Regions from separate parts of the Sus scrofa genome. Here region 1 is linked to region 2. The links are chromatin contacts, called in public promoter capture Hi-C maps. All regions are on one chromosome and are shown on one strand. The core of a region is the stretch at or near the end of the contact, and the rest is flanking DNA. Distances in the headings are between cores, read along the strand shown.

Region 1 (5,384 bases), core at 374-2,873, 310 kb after region 2:
TACCGTGTTGACAAAATACCATGGACGGTAACACCACAGATTAAATACTAGAGGGTAAAGCAACTGGAATGTCACCCCAGGAAGAACTCTGGCTTACCATTAACTCACCCCTTTGTCAAAATAACCTTAATTAATAGCTCATCTGAATGACCAGAGGTGGCCATGTCACAAAATACATACGTACAAGTATTTCCCATGGAATGACTCTAAGTGTAAATTGGGGGGGAAAGGCTAAATAAATAGCTTTACAGCCAACAAGGGAAACAGAGAAAACGGAAGTCATACCATTTATACCGCAAATATGCTTATTTTACTATCCTGTTCCCCTTCTCAAAATCCTCAAAATCAGACCCGTGTGTAGTCCTTACGACGCCAGCCACGCAATGTTGTCACAGATGCGTGCCAGATTTCGCACAGTAAAAAATGCGAAGTTAGCTTGTATCTCGAGCGGGAAAGAAAGCCTGCTTATTTTTATGGCTCAATAAATCTAAACACCAACTTGAAAGGGTTAAAAAAAGCAGGGCACCAGGTGCTGGCTTTCCACTTTGCCGAGTGATTTAAGCGTGCAGCAAAGTTCCTGCCGCTTCCCCACCAGCCTGCATGGAGGGAGAGCTGTCACTGCCAGGGACATTGCAGCTCCTGGCTGAGCAGCGGGCTCCGCGCCTTCCCGCAACCCGCAACCGCCCTGCGGCCAAGTTCCGAGTTCCGTGGGGGTGGTGGGGACACGAGTGAGCTGAGGACAATTTAATTCTGTTTCAATTCCCTCCGCTTTCAAAGAAAGTCCAGACAACTGAGACCATGGATGGAGCTGGAGGGAGGAACCAAAAACAAACTTTCGGAGCCTCTGAATCTGCATTTCTTGCAAGAATTCTCCGCCAGCGATTACAGGCTACCTAAGACTCGGCACCCGAGCTGAGAGGCCACTCGAGGAGCCCCGGCCCGGTGGGTCCCCAGCCCTCGCCGACCCCCCCTCTTCCGTGGGAACCCCCCAACCTCGCCACGCACGCCCATCCCCTGCTCGGCCTCCCCGCCGCTCCGGGGCCCCCATCCAGGGCCCGGGGGGCGCGGGCAGGGCAGTGGTCCCGCGCTCCGGCTCGCGGCCCGAAACACCGGCCCGGGTCGGTCCGGGCCATGCGGCCCCCGGGCCCAGAGGAACCGACACCCAGGCCGCCGGGAGGCGGCAGGGGCGGACCCGACAACTCTGCGGCCGCGCGCGGCGTCGGCATTGTCCGCGATCGGGGCGCGGCGCGGTGCGGCTCCCCCGACCAGGTCCCCGACAGGCCCCGGCCATCCCTCCCCGGCCCCCGGCCCAGTCTTACCTCGGCCGCGCTCCGGGCCGCGAGCGGTGCGGCCCGAGCAGGGCGCCGGGCTCCGGCGAACGGCGTGGAGGGAGAGTCCGGGCCGGCGAGGGACGAGGGCCGGGCCGCCGGGGCTGCTGGAGGGCGGAGCGAGGACGGGGACTGCCGAGGGGGCGCGGGACGCGGGCGGCGGAGGGCCGGACTGGCGGCGGCCGCGGCAGCTCGGGCTGCACAGAGTGGGAGGGCTCGGGCTGCCTTCGCCAGAGAGCGAGGGAGGGAACTCGGAGCGCGGTGCCGGCGCCCAGAGCGCGTGTCCCCAGGAGTGTGCACGCCCCCCGGGGCGCTCCGCCCCTGTCTCCACCCCCTCCCGCACCCCCACTTCTAGTCCCCTCCCCCACCCCGTCCCCGCCCCTCACTCCCACTCCAACCCCCTCCCCACCTCCAACTCACCCCCACTCTCTCCCCAGGCGAGAATCGCTGGATCCCAACTGCCAAGAAACCCCAGACCTGGAGCCTGTTTGTGAAAGTGATAACCCATCAGTCAACCCTCCAGAAGGTCCTGGTGCCTGAAGACATTCTCTGTTGACTAACTCATATACTCAGATGGACAGTCTTGGTATTTGTAGACTAAATTTCTGCAGACATTTATGAGTCTAAAAAAGGTTTGAAGAAGACGATGAAGAACATAGAAAAAAATGTCTAACACAATATACAGTCCCTAGAGTATGGGCCAACTGATGTTTCAAAATTAAGTAAACCCTTGAGGATGCATCTTTATTCATCTCATAAAGCATGGTTTGGTATTGCTTTTTGTTTAGATTTGCTTAGTAACTTGGTTGGGGTTTTGAGGGTTTTATTGTTTTAGGAAGATTAAACCCATTCTAGTTTAATTTTTGCAACTAAGAATTCGAAAAGATAAAATCTATATTTATCAAAATGGTTGAATTTGAATGAGATGCAAACATAAGTATTTCTGTAAAATATGTAGCAAAACTTTATTTTATATCTTTAGTACCTTTGGAATACAGTTGCCCTCATCCCATTTTCTGAGAAAGAGCATCTGTATTTGAACTGTGTGACTCTGTTCCATTCTAGTTCAGAAATTATCACATAAATAAAACTCAGGCTCCCCATAATGGATTTTTGGCTATTTACAGGAGAACCATTTTAAGAAAGTGACATGATCCTGGGTTTTCAATGGAACTTTCCTTTGGCATACTAATGCATTCCATGTGATCACAGATTCTGTTGTGGTCTCCATGAACTCCCAAAATCATGTTACAAAATGAAGTTCCTTTTCATCATTCCCATAGCAAATGGAACCAGCTTCTCTCACTCCAAAGAAGTCTATTTAAAAAAAAAAAATTAACTTCTTTGCCCCAGTGTCTTCCTTTTTGGGGATTGCTCCCTGCTGTTTTGTGATACACGCTGTCTCTGCCATCACAAGGGCACGTGACCCAGGCCTGCCAATCAGAGTGCCTCTCATTCCCTGGCACTAAGGGGAAGGGGGCTGGCACAGGTCCTAGTGGAGGGAGGGTCCTTTTTCTGAACTGGTGTGGCAGCTTTCTTTCAAGGCCAGACCATGTAAGCCTGCAGCAGCTGGAGGCAGCCTGTTAGAGAAGAAAGCCAATCTAGAAGAAAACCAACAGAGCAACAGAAACAGGTAGCATCCTGATGACAGGAACAAGCCCCTCCAGGCAGCTGCTCTCTGGAAACCCTTCAAAATTTCTGGACTTTGGAGGAAAGGCACTGGTAAAGTATCTTTTTAGCTTATTCTATTTCGAGCTAGGTTGCTTTCCAAAATACTCACTGGTGAAGCCGTGAAAGATTCCCAAATGATCCAGGCTCTGAATATTAGGAGTTGTAGCTTCTGTCACATAAATTGCTTCTTTGTAATAGACTATATGCCGAGAAGGTCACTTAGCAGGAAGCCCTACCTTGTGATAGGACTAAGGGTATCATTTAGGGTATTACTGTTACCCAGGGTAGAATTTATATTTTCACATTGTCCTTCTGCAAACCAAAAATTAATAAAAGATGTGGTTAGAAAATCAGAGATAAGATAGTAACATGTCTAAACTGGACTATCCCCATGGATGTTTTTGTGTTATCATTTATTCCAATAAAAGTTACCTTCATCAGTCTTGATATTTGCTGAATAGGACCTTTCCTTTTTTTCTGGACTGACAGTTGGAGGGTCTGCTACAAACTTTCAGGAACTGCTGAAATTGGTCTGTCGTGCTGGAATTTTATTGTTCAGGAGAAGTGGGCCATTGGCCAATGCTTGGAATTCTTCTGTCTCACAGAGATTTTTGTCTCTAGAAGTATGTAACAGTATTTGACTAGTACCCTAAACAAGCATCCTTACACTAATCACTGTGTTGCTTAACCATGACTCACAGGTCACTGTGAGCAGTAGGAGTGCTGTTGGCCGGAGGGTGGGCTGGATGGACCTTGCTTTGAGCCTTGGGTGTCTTGTGGGAACTCTGATCCCAGTTTGGAGATTTCTCCAGTCTTCCTTCACACAGGTATATACCATGTTGCATGGACAGCTAGTGAAATTTCATGTATAAAAGCTCATGAGCTGAATAATAACATAGCATCAACGGATCTGAGCCCCAGCAAAGAACAATATAAGGAGGTGACCCAACTCTAGAAACATGACAGGGTAACTTAGAAGGAAAAGCCAAAAAAAAAAAAAAATTAGTTCTGGAATCTGAGACCCAATGCTGATTGACACTTGTTCAAGTGACTGGCTATGATTCCCCAGTGAAAATGTCAATCAAATACCTGGAGCTTTCCCGCATCCACGTGCCAGATCCATGTGGTGCCTGTGCCATTTCCTTACCCAAGTGCTCTTAGAGAGGTACAGCATCTCTCAGTTGACCTGGGCTCCAACAACCCCATCTGTCCCAAACCCACCCGGAAACATGGCATAAGACACTGGTCTTCAAACCCAGAAACAGAATTGCCTGAATACCCCTAAGGACACCAGTTCTCCAGGTTGTGGGGAGGAGGAATAGGCACATCTACTTAAAAAATTTCCCTGAGAGGCTGTGATGCTCAGCCAGGGTGAAGGTGAATGAGATCCATGAATAAGTGCTCTTAATTCCACAGGAAAAGACTTGAGAAGCCCTCTGATCAGACGTGCTCAATTTGTCTTTTCCTTGCACAGCTTTTGGCTCTTCTGAGGTTATAGAAAAAGCAGCAAGGAATGCTCCTTAGGAGGAGAAGGATTTGCTTGAAGCAATCACCCTGGAAAAGGCCAGCTCCCAGCAAAGCAGAGATAAGAGAATCTTTAACTTTAAGCAGAAGCGCCAATTGCTGCAGAGAGAGGTGGCTCCACCAGAGCCAGCTGCCCCGGGGTTATCGCTTATTGAATAGTTCACAGCTTATTACTTGTTCCTGCTAATGATCGGAGGAGTCAAAACAATTGAGTTACATTCATGAATACTGAGTCGTGCCATTTAACATGGTTACAGCTGTCATTTATGGAGGACTTGGTCTGTGCTAGGCAGGGTACATGCCTCCTTTTCAGTCATGAAGATGGCCTTAAGCATAAATATTATGAGCTCCATTTCATAAAGAGGAAGCTCAGGCCCAGGAAGGTGAATGACACATCCAAGGTCATGGAGGTAGTAATTAGGGGATTTAAAAGTTAGTCCACCTGACGCCAAAGCCTGTGTATCTTTTCCCCTAAAGCAAACGCAAACTTACCTATGAGTTGTATGAATCATCTATCCAATAAGACAGCCCCTAACATGTGAGCTCTTTACATTTAAATAACTTAAAATTTGAGTGGATGAAGACTTCAGTGTCTCGATCACACTAGCCACTTGTCAAGTGCCATTGGCCACACATTGGAGAGACAAATAAACATTTTCATCATCGCCTTGAAAGAGTCCTGTTAGACAGCACTGACGCCTCCTATGTTTGTTTCATCAATGAAGGCAGTGTTCTCAGTGATTGGATTTTTCAAGTAAATTACTCCAGGTTTGTGTTAACTATTTGGATGGACTTTTTTCTAAAACATGTAATATATTTATGTACCTGTGTCTTAGTCTATTTGGACTGTTATAACATAAA
Region 2 (5,167 bases), core at 2,443-4,942:
AGGGCATTAATGTAGGATCCACAATGTCCCTGGAGCACGACAGGGCATAAGTTCATAAGCAAATTGTTTTAAAGGAAGGGAATTTATATTATTGGACATAGCAAATGACACCACATCAGAAGAGGAAATGATTAAACTGATCAAAATAAACTGATATATTGGTCAAAACCAGCAGAAAACAACAAAATCTCAAATAAAGAGATAAAAATACATGCATTGTGAATTATCAGGACAGAGTTCCATGAGCTAAACAACTCGATTATGAAGATATATTTCAAAAACACAGAGAGAACCAAGTATGCAAGCATCGAGAATCTTTTCTCCAGATTTGAAATGTGAAGAATGTGACAAGAAGCTGAAGGCAAAGTAATTGCAGGTGAGAACAACAGCATGGAGCCAAAGATGCAAAGTACTGGAGCTCCCCCGCTTGGAGAGACAAGGGCCGGAAGGTGGGATGGGGATTTTAAATCTAGAAGAGCTACATCAGCATCACCTGGGCGCCTCTGAAAGCTGCAGATGCACAGCCACCACCACCTCCCCCAAGACCAAGGGACTGAGAAGTTCTGGGGTGGGGCCCAACAGCCCTGCTTAGACAAGCCTTCCAGGTGGCTCTGCTGCGCTTAAAACTGAGAAGCAGACTCGTCTCCTGCAGGAAGAGGCTGCTGCGGCAAGTGTAACTCAGGGTCAGACAGTCTACTCCTTTCTCACTCCCAGACTCCTCTCTGCCCCCACCCCCAGCCCGCTCCTAATCCTAAGAAGTATGAGGTTGCCCCAATGCTCCCCAACTCCAACCTACCCAGAAATAAAAATATACAAACAGAAATCTTTTCCTTTCATATTATTCTGGAGGAAATCTGGGGCAGAAGCATATACTTAAATACTTTAAGCAACTGTTAAGGCCATGTATGGAGGGCTGAGGGGCACCAGAGGAGACAAGGGGATCTGAAAATGCTCAAAAATACTAATGAGCCTGAGGTTCCCGGGGTGAGTACTGTCACTGACAACCCTGTCCCCAACTTCCCCTCTGCATGTTCCCAATTTTGGAGGTCGAAGGGGCCCAAGATCTACTTGTTGATTTGAGAGAGAGAGCACTTGCAAAGACACCTGAAAACAACCAAAGTGATAACGTGTAAAGAAACACGCTAGCACCGAAGGTTTAAAGATACCTAAAAACAACCAAAGTGAGGGCGTGTAAAGAAACAGACTAGTATCAAAAGTTTAAAAGAATTGGACAGTGTTCTTCTCCCCAACTGGTTTTTTGGATATTGATTATATGGGGATTATCTTGCTATTGTTTAATCAAGCCATGCTTATTTTAAGAGTTACTCAGTTTTCAATAGGTACTTTTACTTTCTAGTCAACTCGCTGTAAGAGGCTTTCCCGGTATCATTGAGGAAAAGGGTGATTGTAACAGGAACAAGTAAAAGTACCCCTAAGTGTGTACACCTTAGCTGCCACACTAAGGTGCACTTTTGAGTTGGATGCTCACAGGGCTGGAAGGCTTTCTAGGCTATCAGAAATCGCTCCAGATTTAGATGCCCACAAATCCTAGGAGGCGTGGCAAAATAAACATGGCTAGATTAAACAATAACACGATAATCCCCACATAATCAATATTCAAGAAACCAGTTGGAGAGAAGAACACTATCCAATTCTTTTAAACCTTTGATACTAGTCTATTTCTTTATACGTCATCACCTTGGTTGTTTTCAGGTGTCTTTGCAAGTTCTTCACATTTTTGTTAAATTCTAAAGGAAACATTATCAATACTTAGCATATTTTATATACCAAATCACATTCATAACAATATCAGTTAGCTACCTAAACCTACCTACCAGAAGGTAGATAGGAGATGAAAAGAAATCCTATTTTCTAAGTGATGGTAGAAAGTAAGGCTTGATCACAGTTAGGGACATCTATCATATTATCTCCAACAATTAATCATACCTTAATCTAGTGGATTAAGTCTAAGTGTCAAGTATCAGACAATCATTAACCAAGCTGTTCTCACTTTCCACATAAAAAGAAGAAACAGGTTTTCAGGACGTGATATTAAGTTATAGTTTTAACTTTAATGGCATTAGATTGGACTAACCAGGGCAAGTGATAGCATTTCTCTCCTTTTAAGGAAAAAGAACCAAATATTTACTATGCAAGTAACTGAGCCAGGATAACATGGGACCGAAGAGGCACTTATAGACATTTCTCTATTTCATCCTTGACACCATCAACACCACCTCTTGTTTAGAAAATAAAGACACGGAGGATCAGAGAGGTTAAAACACTTTCCCGAGATTCACACTAAGTGGCAGGGCCAAATGCAAACCCAAGCTGTTCTGACCAGAAATTCATTTTTCTCCCCAACAGCATATGTCTCTTAGTGGTGTACAACAGAAGAGATGAGGCAGATAAGACCTTCCTACTCCTTGGTTGTTTACTACTGAACAGACTTACGAACACTAGAACTATGCTACCTTGACTTTGTCTCCTGACAACTGATCACTCCATTCTCCAAATTCAACATTTTATGCACAGCTTATCTTGGCACTCAGCCATACTCCATCTGAAAACGTTATGCTAAAAATATTCCTATATTATTTCTGCAAATAATAGTGAAATGCCTTTTATACTTCTATACTCTTCATCAGTGTCACAGCCTCCGCGGTAGATTTGATGTCCTATTTATCTCTGCGTTCCCAGAGCTTAGCAGTATGTTATAGGACAGGTATTCAGTATCCGTTCATTTACAGATACACAATGAAAATGTGACCATAAAGTAACAGAACTTTTCTACCAAGGCTTGGATTTAGTGCCATCTATTTTTAACGATAGTTCCTTACAGATGTTTGGTTGTTGAATTTTATCAATGATCTTACAAAGAGACAGTAAAAACGAAAACAAACCAAAAAAACCCCTAAAATGAGTAGTAAGATTTGGTGCGCTCATATCTGGCTAATGTCAACGTCCTTCAATATTAGCAAGTTTTATCTTCCCGTTTCTTCTGTGCAGTCTTTTCTGTACTGTAGCTTTTACAACCAAGCTGTGCAGTCATAGGGTGAAATACTTTTTAGGTTACCCCTCTACAAGAAAAAGCTATCTGATAAAAAGGAACCCTCTTTACATTTAAGTGATCAAGCCAGAAACAGCCTCCAGGATAAGCAAGATCAGGCCCGCAGAGGCTGTGACTTTTGAAGTGATGCTGATTCCCCTATGGCCACAGGAGAGAGAGCTTTCTTCCAGAGTCTCCTGCCCGAAGCACCAACCTGTGAAGTACTCAACCGACCCCGTGAAATGCCATTCTAAAGCAACAGCTGCTTCTTAAACTGCAAGTGGGGTGGGGGAAGCGAGGCAGGGGCACCCGAGGAAGCAGCGCTCAGACACCTGTTTCTACCAGCACCGCGGTCCCGCGCGCCGCCCGGGGAGACCCACGGCTCCCGAGTCCCAACTCTGTCCCCGGGCGGGTCTGGGGAAGGCTCCGCCTCGGCCACAGCGGCCCCGACACGCCCCCGGCCGCGCCGTCCCCGCCGCCGCGCCCTCACCCCTGCCGCTCGCCGCACCTGCAAGTCCCGCGCGCTCGGGGGCCGCGGCCCCGGCGTCCTCGGCTCTTCCTCGCCCGCCTCGCCGCCACCGCCCTCCGCCATCTTTCACCGGCTCCCGACGCCGCCGCCGACGCGCCTCCCGCGACTTCCGGGGTCGTTGCCTGGCAACCGCGGGGCGGGGCGGGCGGGGCGGTCCCTGCGCGCCCCCGCCTCCCCCAAGGCCCGCGCGCCCCCGCTTCCGGCGCCCGCCCACCTGTCCTGACCCGCTTCTTTCCCAAAAGGAAGTGGCCTCAGAATTTTCTCGCGGAGTAACCTCTTCGTAAACCCAGGTTCCCCAGGTCCCACGCCTGAGGGTGCTCGGAGCCGCCCTGGAGGGCAGCACGGACTGGCGGGTTCTTTTAAACCCACGGTGAAAACGTCCTCTGGATGTTTCATCTGATGAAAGGCGCATCCTTACTTTTCCAGTCTTGGTCACATTCTCTCCTTTCCCTACCAAAGACTGGGTGGCACGGTCGCCCCCGAAGCGTGAATTGGGGTTGAGGAGGAAGAACACAGTAAACGCTCTTTGAGGTCAGGAGACTACTAAATTCTCTTTATTCATCTCAGTTTCATTCAAACTCCTGTCTTATCCCAGGCACTTTTATGCTCCCGGATGCAAAGGTAAAAAGAAGTAGTTCCGATATTTATAAAACTCACAGTCTAGTGGGGGAAAGAGAAATATAAACATAATAAAATGCCATTTGCAGTAGCGCTTTGCAGGGAATGTTATGAGTGGACTGTGGAGTGGGGAGGGGAGTATTCTGCTATGAGCCCCATGCTGGGTGCATTTTATGTGTAATCTCCTCTATCCCTCTGCCAGGTAACCGTATTATACCTGAGGAAACCAAGTTTCAAATAACAGTTTACTCTGTTGTAAGTGACGGTACCAGATACTAAACCTTGCATTTGTTGGTTGTCCCAATATTCTTTTTAGTACAACATTCTGCCTAGAAATCTCTGGCTCTTCTTTACGTCCCACGGAGCCAATGGTATTTTGGCTGACTCTGAAGGATAAGTATTCGTGGTAGACTTTGGACCAGAAGGGACCACAGGGAGAAGCATGTTTGAAATACCATGTTCGTGCTGATAAAGTCCTGCATGGCGAACCTTAGGAGAAGTGACAAAAGAGGCTTGGGGATTGGGGAATGTGGGTGCAGATCTAGACTCAAGATGCAGGCCTAGGAGTGGTGCTAAAGGGTCTTGCTTTAGTGAAGGATGAGGACTACGCCCTGGGGCAGTGATTGTCAAGGCTGATGCACACTAGAAAACCCCTTCCTCCACCCTCTCCCCATCTTAGGAACTCAGATTTAATTAATATGGGGTGACCCCTCAAGCGTCTTTTTTTTTTTTTTTTTTTTTTTTTTTTTTTGTCTTTTTGCATTTTCTAGGGCTGCTTCCATGGCATATGGAGGATACCAGGCTAGGGCTGTAATCGGAGCTGTAGCTGCCGGCTTATGCACAGCCGCAGCAACGAGGGATCCAAGCTGTGTCTGTGACCTACACCACAGCTCACAGCAACGCCAGATCCTTAACCCACTGAGCGAGGCCAGGGATGGAACCCAAAACCTCATGGTTCCTAGTCGGATTCG

What was found. Promoter capture Hi-C pulls out the DNA fragments that hold promoters and counts their contacts.
Region 1: a contact with region 2 is called in a promoter capture Hi-C map of fetal liver, with 4 times the contacts expected there. The contact joins the promoter of FAM110B here to the promoter of UBXN2B in region 2. A contact is called at or near these places in 2 of 5 promoter capture datasets (fetal liver and liver), 7 of 47 Hi-C or Micro-C datasets (embryonic fibroblasts, fetal liver, mesenteric adipose tissue and 4 more) and 1 of 2 datasets of contacts at active chromatin or transcription factors (skeletal muscle).

The regions. Positions count from the first base shown.
Region 1 is chr4:74,744,365-74,749,748 of Sscrofa11.1, forward strand. FAM110B (protein FAM110B) reads right to left here and starts at 1,624. Exons shown (of 4, transcript XM_013988070.2): 1 at 1,320-1,624. LOC110260291 (a long non-coding RNA gene) reads left to right here and starts at 815. Exons shown (of 2, transcript XR_002343316.1): 1 at 815-942; 2 at 1,766-2,226.
Region 2 is chr4:74,433,958-74,439,124 of Sscrofa11.1, forward strand. UBXN2B (UBX domain-containing protein 2B) reads right to left here and starts at 3,693. Exons shown (of 8, transcript XM_001924982.7): 1 at 3,558-3,693. The coding sequence starts at 3,641.